2 separate regions of the Zea mays genome follow, and region 2 is linked to region 1. A link is a contact called in public Hi-C data. All regions are on one chromosome and are shown on one strand. Each heading gives the region's core, a stretch centred on a gene start, on an enhancer-like site or on the middle of the called end of the contact. The rest is flanking DNA. Distances are from core to core; before and after follow the strand shown. Region 1 holds the start of LOC100280000. Region 2 holds the start of LOC103654816 (ABC transporter G family member 39).

Region 1 (3,143 bases), core at 438-2,937:
AAAAGAGGGCTCCCTAAAATACTTACTGTGATCCACTGCAATTGGTACAAACAAAGGTCCAGAAATTTGTGCAGACATATTGTGGTCCCTGTTCAAATCAGCATATCAGTGTTATTTTTTCCTTCAGGTGGAACAGTAGAGGAGGCACTAACAAAATATTACTCTTGTAACATATTAGCAAGATATGTACAGAAGATCCCAGAACCAAGATACTTCCAAGTTGACAAGGTAAGCAAATAAGTACAAAAGAGAAAAGAAAATAAACAAGTTATTCACTTTACAAAGCAAACGGAACATATGAAAGATACTAATGCCTAACCCCCAAAAGTTTGATGAGATACAAAGTAGCAGTTCAGTCAAAGGCACACACAATATCCGCTTGAGCACTGAGGGAGTAGGGTTACCTCAAGCTTCATAAAGTGCAGTGCCTGACGTGAGGCGTGGACCTCACCACACAAGATGACTTAGCCCCAGACAGGAAAGGAAAAAGAAGGAAAAGAGCAGTAGGGTAGTCCTAACTAGGTGTAATTGGTAGGCTCTTAAGAAATCAAATGCAGTTCATGAATAGCAGGTGTTTTGAGATCTTTTGCTCACATATCAGTTTGTTCTTTAGCTTCATCCATGTGCCACATCCTCTACAAATGTGACAAATTATATATAAAAACGAACTGATATGCTATTTGACTTAATCGACGAGACGATGAACTTTCTTAAATACATTTTCTGATATTTCTACGTGGCTATTCATTTATAGGAGTGATGCCCACAACAAGGTGAAACATCCATATTTTGTTACCTAACCATAACAACTTCAATATTTGGCGGCATCACTAGCCAGCGCCTCTGAGAAAACCAGTATACAACTTTCCTAATTAACAGCTTAGGTTCCTGTTAGTTAGGTCCAGAAAAGTGCTGGAAGTGAGACTGAGAATCATAAAAGTTGCCTCTCTTGCAAGCAGTAGCAACAATTAGCAACTATATATAAAATCACAGTAAAACAATAATGGCTGACTACCATAATGACAGAGTGAATTCCAACTGCTTGCATCAAGGCTACATTCCATTCCACTGGACTGCAATTGACCTTAAAGTCTAAACCCACGCAATACAACACCTAGTTCTGCAGCTTCTTCCCAATATGCCATGTGTGTGTCATTCGTGGCAGCAGAGCATTGTGGCGGATGAAGCCAAGCAAGCTAAAAACAGCTCCTACCTGCCCGCTAGCTCCGTGACCAACAAACCTGTCCACATTCAACAACATACTCACCAAATTATTGCAGTTGATGCAGCGCTTGTTGGCGGGCAGCTTCAGCAGGCCGCGGATGATCTTCTCGTGCCTCTCGTCCTCCTTGATCCGGCTCGCCATCACCACCGGATCACCCCGCCCCGAACCCTGGAACTCACAGCAGAGCAAGCAAAATCACACCAAAACCCAGCCGAAATGGTCCGAGATCCGGCAAGCCCAGCCAGATCCGCCTCCGAATCACCTCAACCCAATCGAACCCGGCCTCACCTGCGGGTGGGTGCGCGCTCCTCGGTGCGCGAGCGAGCGCGAGATCCCGCGCGCGTGCTGAGGCCGAGGCGGAGGCGAGACAACGAGGTGGTGGTAGCGGCGAGCGAAAAGGCTCGTCTCTTTTGTTGCTGCTGGCTTGCTTCGATGCGCGTGTTTAACAGAGAAAAAAAGAAACTTTTTCCTCGTGGGGTTTGCGGGGAGGTGACTGCGTGGGGAGAAGAAGTGACCGGGTGCAGCCGGTCGCGGGGAAGGCGGTGTCTAGACAGCTAGCTGGCTAATGATTTCTGACGAGTGCTAAATCGACGACAGGTGGTGATTACCAGCTTGTTCGCTGCGGCTTGCTGCGGCTGCAATCCGGCTGCGGCTGCGGCTTCTACAGTATTTTTCTCTCTATGGATTGCAGCTGCAGCAGTCCAAACAGCTGCAACAGTGTCGGCTTGTAGCCAGCCGAACACGCCCTACGTTACAGGAAACGCGACCAGTATGTTGGGCTTTTTAATTAGTGGCTAGGTTGTGCAGTGCAGCCATGCATATGAGCTGTAACCATATACGTATATGTAGAGTTTATTCGGTTACATTTGAATTGAAAAGGATTAAAAGAGATTAAAACCATCTAGTCAAAATTGTATAGAATAGTCAAAATTGTATAGAATAGGATTTAATTCATTTCTATACCGAACAAGACCGTAGGGGAGATGATGGTGTGATCGGTTACCTATTGGTTTTTAGACTTTTTTACCTATATTATTTGTATCTCTATACTCCTTTAAAGCACCTTTAAAGCATGAGTCTCCGCCTCCTACATCTCGCCTAACCGACAGGAAGCGAATCAAGGAAGGATAATCTCTATACTCCTTTAAAGCATTTAAAGCACGATCTTCTACTATTTTGTGTCACGCACGAAGCGCGTAGTTGAAAGTACCTTTGGAGACCTTGATGTCGCTTAGAGAGGGTTGAATAAGCCAAGATAAAAAAAAATTAACTCTATTGAACTCAACTTACTTGATTTGATCGGTAGCAACGGATTAATGTCTTAATCCGATAAATATATGCACTTCACAAACACTTAAACCAAATATACAATAAGAAGTGCAAGCAATGTGAAAGTTGTCTAGAGGGGGTGAATAGGCGAAACATGAAATTTATAACTTAAAACACAAACTTCAACCCCGGGTTAGCGTTAGAACAAGAATAAGAATGAACGAATTAAGAGAGAGGTGTTCTTCTTGGTTAGAGTTGGAATGCAGAATTACTTGGGAGCAATTCAAATTGATATGGAATCAAGCACAAACAAGAGAACAAAAAAGAGGGGAGAGGAAGAAGCAAATCGTAAATGAAGATCGAACACAAAGAGCACGGGTGATTTGTTTCCCGATGTTCGGCTCCGAAGAACCTACGTCCCCATTGATGAGTCCACTAAGAACAGGTTTCTTTCAACCATTTTCCTCTCTCGAACGGTTACCAAGATGGATCGAGTGTCCTTCTCAATCTTAAAGGACACCAAGTCCCCGCAAAGATCACCACACACTTCGGTGTCTCTTGTTAGCTTTACATGTGAAAGAATAGGGTTGGGGATGAGAATGAAACACAAATCAAGAGCATAAGAACTTGCAACCACTCAAGAACACAA
Region 2 (3,143 bases), core at 364-2,863, 170 kb after region 1:
GGTTCACTTCACCGAAGGTGAATAATTATCTGTGTTCCTTTCCAATGTCTGTCTTTACATACCATAACGTGTTCCGACTCCTTGACATCTTGCGGAGAAGGCAAGTGTTTCCCGGACCGTCATTTCGCCGACGTGAACATCGTGCTGCCCGATGTACGCCGATGTCCTCTGAGGGACAAATTCATCCATGTCATGACCATTGTAAGTTACTCTTCCTGACACCTGAAAATTACCATTGCAAGTTCACCTATTCAGTACAGTTTACAGCTAACTTTCTCCCAATATATACCCTTTTTCCCTAGAATTCAGAAGTTCACAATCAAGAAATTATCGCAAGATGTGATACCTTCAGATTGGAGTCAAGTTTCCCTGACAAAGCCAGAAGTAGACTTGTTTTCCCGGATCCAGGAGGGCCAAGCAGCAAGGACATTCTGAAAGAAGTGCCAGTTAGTAAGTACAACTACAGAAAAACTGAAAACCTTGCACTTTAAAATTCTTTGGCTTCTTACCTGCCGGGTCTTATGACCCCACTGATATCGTGAAGGATGGAGACAGGCCTCTTCCCGCTAGAGACGATGTGCATAGCACTTAGTACATCCTATGATGGTAGCAGCTCACAAGAGTTAGTAGCCGAAGGAATTTCTTCTCCGTGGCTGCCTAAGAAGCATGGAGGTGCCCGCTGCTGCAGAGGAGATGCACATGCATACCATGACTTTGTTGGAGAAGAAGTTGGTCATCGTGGGGACACCTCGGTTGCCGACGTAGGCCTCGGCGTCGATGTTCAGGTTCTCAAAACGCACCTCTATCGTCGGATTATCGATCCCAACCCTGCAGGCAGGTCAATTTACAATCGCTTTCAGAATTTCTCTTCACCTCACCGGTGGTGACCAAGGGGATTCAAATAAGAGCTGAACTTTTTTTTTCTTTCTTTTACTCACAGCTCCATGCGGTCGCGGAGCTTGAGCAGGAAGCGCTCGTTGTCCTCCTCGGCGGTGCGCACGAGGCGCTCGATGAGGTTCTTGCGCTCCTGCATGCCGAGCCCCTGGATGTCCACCTCCTCGACGCCGGCGCCGGCCGCGTTCCCCGTGAGGATGCCCTTGCGCATGCGGTCGTAGGTGGGCAGCTTCTCGATGGCCGCCCAGCGCAGCGCCTCCTCGTCGTCCTCCTCCCGCACGGACCGGCCGAACGCGTCGCTCCGCCCGGACGCCCGCCACGACGACGCCGTCCGCCGCATGCTCCCGCCGGCGATGCTCCCCATCTGCACTAAGTCCATCCTCGCGCGCCCTCAGGGCCTCGGTTCGGTTTTTTTTTTCTTTCCCGCCGGCGATGCAAACCCCCTCCGTTTTTTTGTCTTTCCTGACGAACACTTCTCCCTGCTTGAGCTTGAGTGCTTGACTCTGTGTTCTTTGTCTTTTTGCTGTAGGCCTGTAGCTCTAGGCGTGTAGCTTGCTGCTCTCCGTGAAGAAGAGGAAGGGAGAGGGAGAGATGTTCGTAGTGTCTGATGAATGAGGAGGAGGTGGCGACGAGGTATAAATACCTGCGCGTGCTAATGCTCGTCGGGGAAGGTGATTAGTGCGTGGGGGAGGTGGCGGGCGCGTCGGTCACTTGATTCGCGGGAAACTCGGCCGTTGTACTACTAGTTTTATCGTCACTTGAGTCCAGCGTAAATAGTTTGACCGGTTGAACGGGCTCCGCTGTGTGCGGCTTGACCGGCCCACTTGGCGTTGCTTGCTCCACCACCGGTCGGGACGAACCGTCGCCGTCACGTCCAGGATAAAGAAAGTGTGTAGGGTAACTAACGTTAATCACCCACCCGCGTTTGATCCTTTCACAACCAATTCCACTCGTGGGTCAAGTAAGGTCCTGTTTACATGTACTAAAGCTACTAAAATTAACCGAAGACATCTAGACAACACAGTTAATGGTGCGGCTATTAGTTTCTAGATAGAGACATCCGAACATCATTAGCTAATAGTTTAGCTAACTATTAATTGTACTCTCAATTATTCTTTAGTTTATTAGCAGGTTTAATCTAGCTAAAAATCAACTACTAGTTAATAGCTAGGCAGCTAACTTTACTATTGGCCCTAAGTCAAGATAGCACAGACCTACGTCAGGAGCGTCCGAGTGAGAAGCGGTCAAGATGGGCTTGCGCCGACAATTGTGGCAGGCGGCAGCTACAGGTCAGAGATGGCCTGCTCTGCTTTACGTGGAGTCTCCTCTCTTCCAGGTCTGACCGGTTCGGTACAGGCGTACAGCGCAGCAGAGTAGAGCAGCACTGTTTAGAAGCTAAAATACTGAAATGAATTTGAGTGGCTAATTAAATAAGAAAGAAAATTTAGCCTTTTAATTCTCTTTAGTTTTGTGGTTTTCAAACTAATCCTTTGAGTGGAAGCTTGCACACCATTTGTTGAGAGAGTGAGAGGGGAAGGGGTCATATGATGACCGTGATAAATGTAAGAATCAGATTAGAATTTGACTCTATTTTTTTATTTTTAAACTAAAAATAATTTAGAATTCTAATAAATTATGAAAAAACATTTGAACCAAATGAATCGGGTCATCCGGTGTGGCGAGCCCCGCGTGACGGTTCGGCGGCCGGGGATACGGGCGGTGGAGCGGCGGGCGCTTCTAAATTACAGTCACAATAGCGCCAACTTGTCCAGACAAAAGGTTTTGTACTCTTTTGACTGTATTTGCCTCTTCAGGCTCGGCAACTACCTTCGGGTTTATCATTGACGGCGTCAAGCTCAGGCATCAACAAGCCAGCATGATATATGTGATTGACAAACAGAACACGAACGTTTCTCAAGTCAAACCTGCCTAACTGAACAGCTCTGATATTAGGGCAGATCATACCGTATCAGCAATAGTCAGGCCGGCTAATAAATTCAACTTTGAAAAAAAAAAACAAGCCATAGCAAATGTGCACTGTGCAGCCATTCATTCCCTGATCCTTACACAACATTTTCCCGTTTCTAGTTACAGTACAGTTCTATTATACATGGCAAATCCAAACTACAAATCTAACAAATTAGTAAACCTCACAAGCCGTGACATGACAGCTGGCAGCCCCCTTTGGGTGTTCAAACCACGCCGTTCTCATACATCGAGCCATCTCTGGTAGTAGCATCTTCGGCCAT

Evidence for each region. Hi-C and Micro-C count contacts between places; a contact is called where the count stands out from the background.
Region 2: a contact with region 1 is called in a Hi-C map of tassel, with 4 times the contacts expected there. The contact joins the promoter of LOC103654816 here to the promoter of LOC100280000 in region 1. A contact is called at or near these places in 8 of 25 Hi-C or Micro-C datasets (ear, endosperm, leaf and 2 more).

Annotation. Positions count from the first base shown.
Region 1 is chr4:239,710,639-239,713,781 of Zm-B73-REFERENCE-NAM-5.0, forward strand. LOC100280000 reads right to left here and starts at 1,688. Exons shown (of 14, transcript NM_001152948.2): 1 at 1,514-1,688; 2 at 1,268-1,393; 3 at 27-88. The coding sequence starts at 1,366.
Region 2 is chr4:239,883,111-239,886,253 of Zm-B73-REFERENCE-NAM-5.0, forward strand. LOC103654816 (ABC transporter G family member 39) reads right to left here and starts at 1,614. Exons shown (of 23, transcript XM_008681639.3): 1 at 939-1,614; 2 at 708-828; 3 at 510-598; 4 at 347-431; 5 at 63-222. The coding sequence starts at 1,273. It overlaps LOC103654815 (a long non-coding RNA gene), which reads left to right and starts at 77. Exons shown (of 3, transcript XR_566350.3): 1 at 77-201; 2 at 303-450; 3 at 545-834. LOC100276452 reads right to left here. Exons shown (of 9, transcript NM_001360692.1): 9 at 2,903-3,143. The coding sequence ends at 3,087.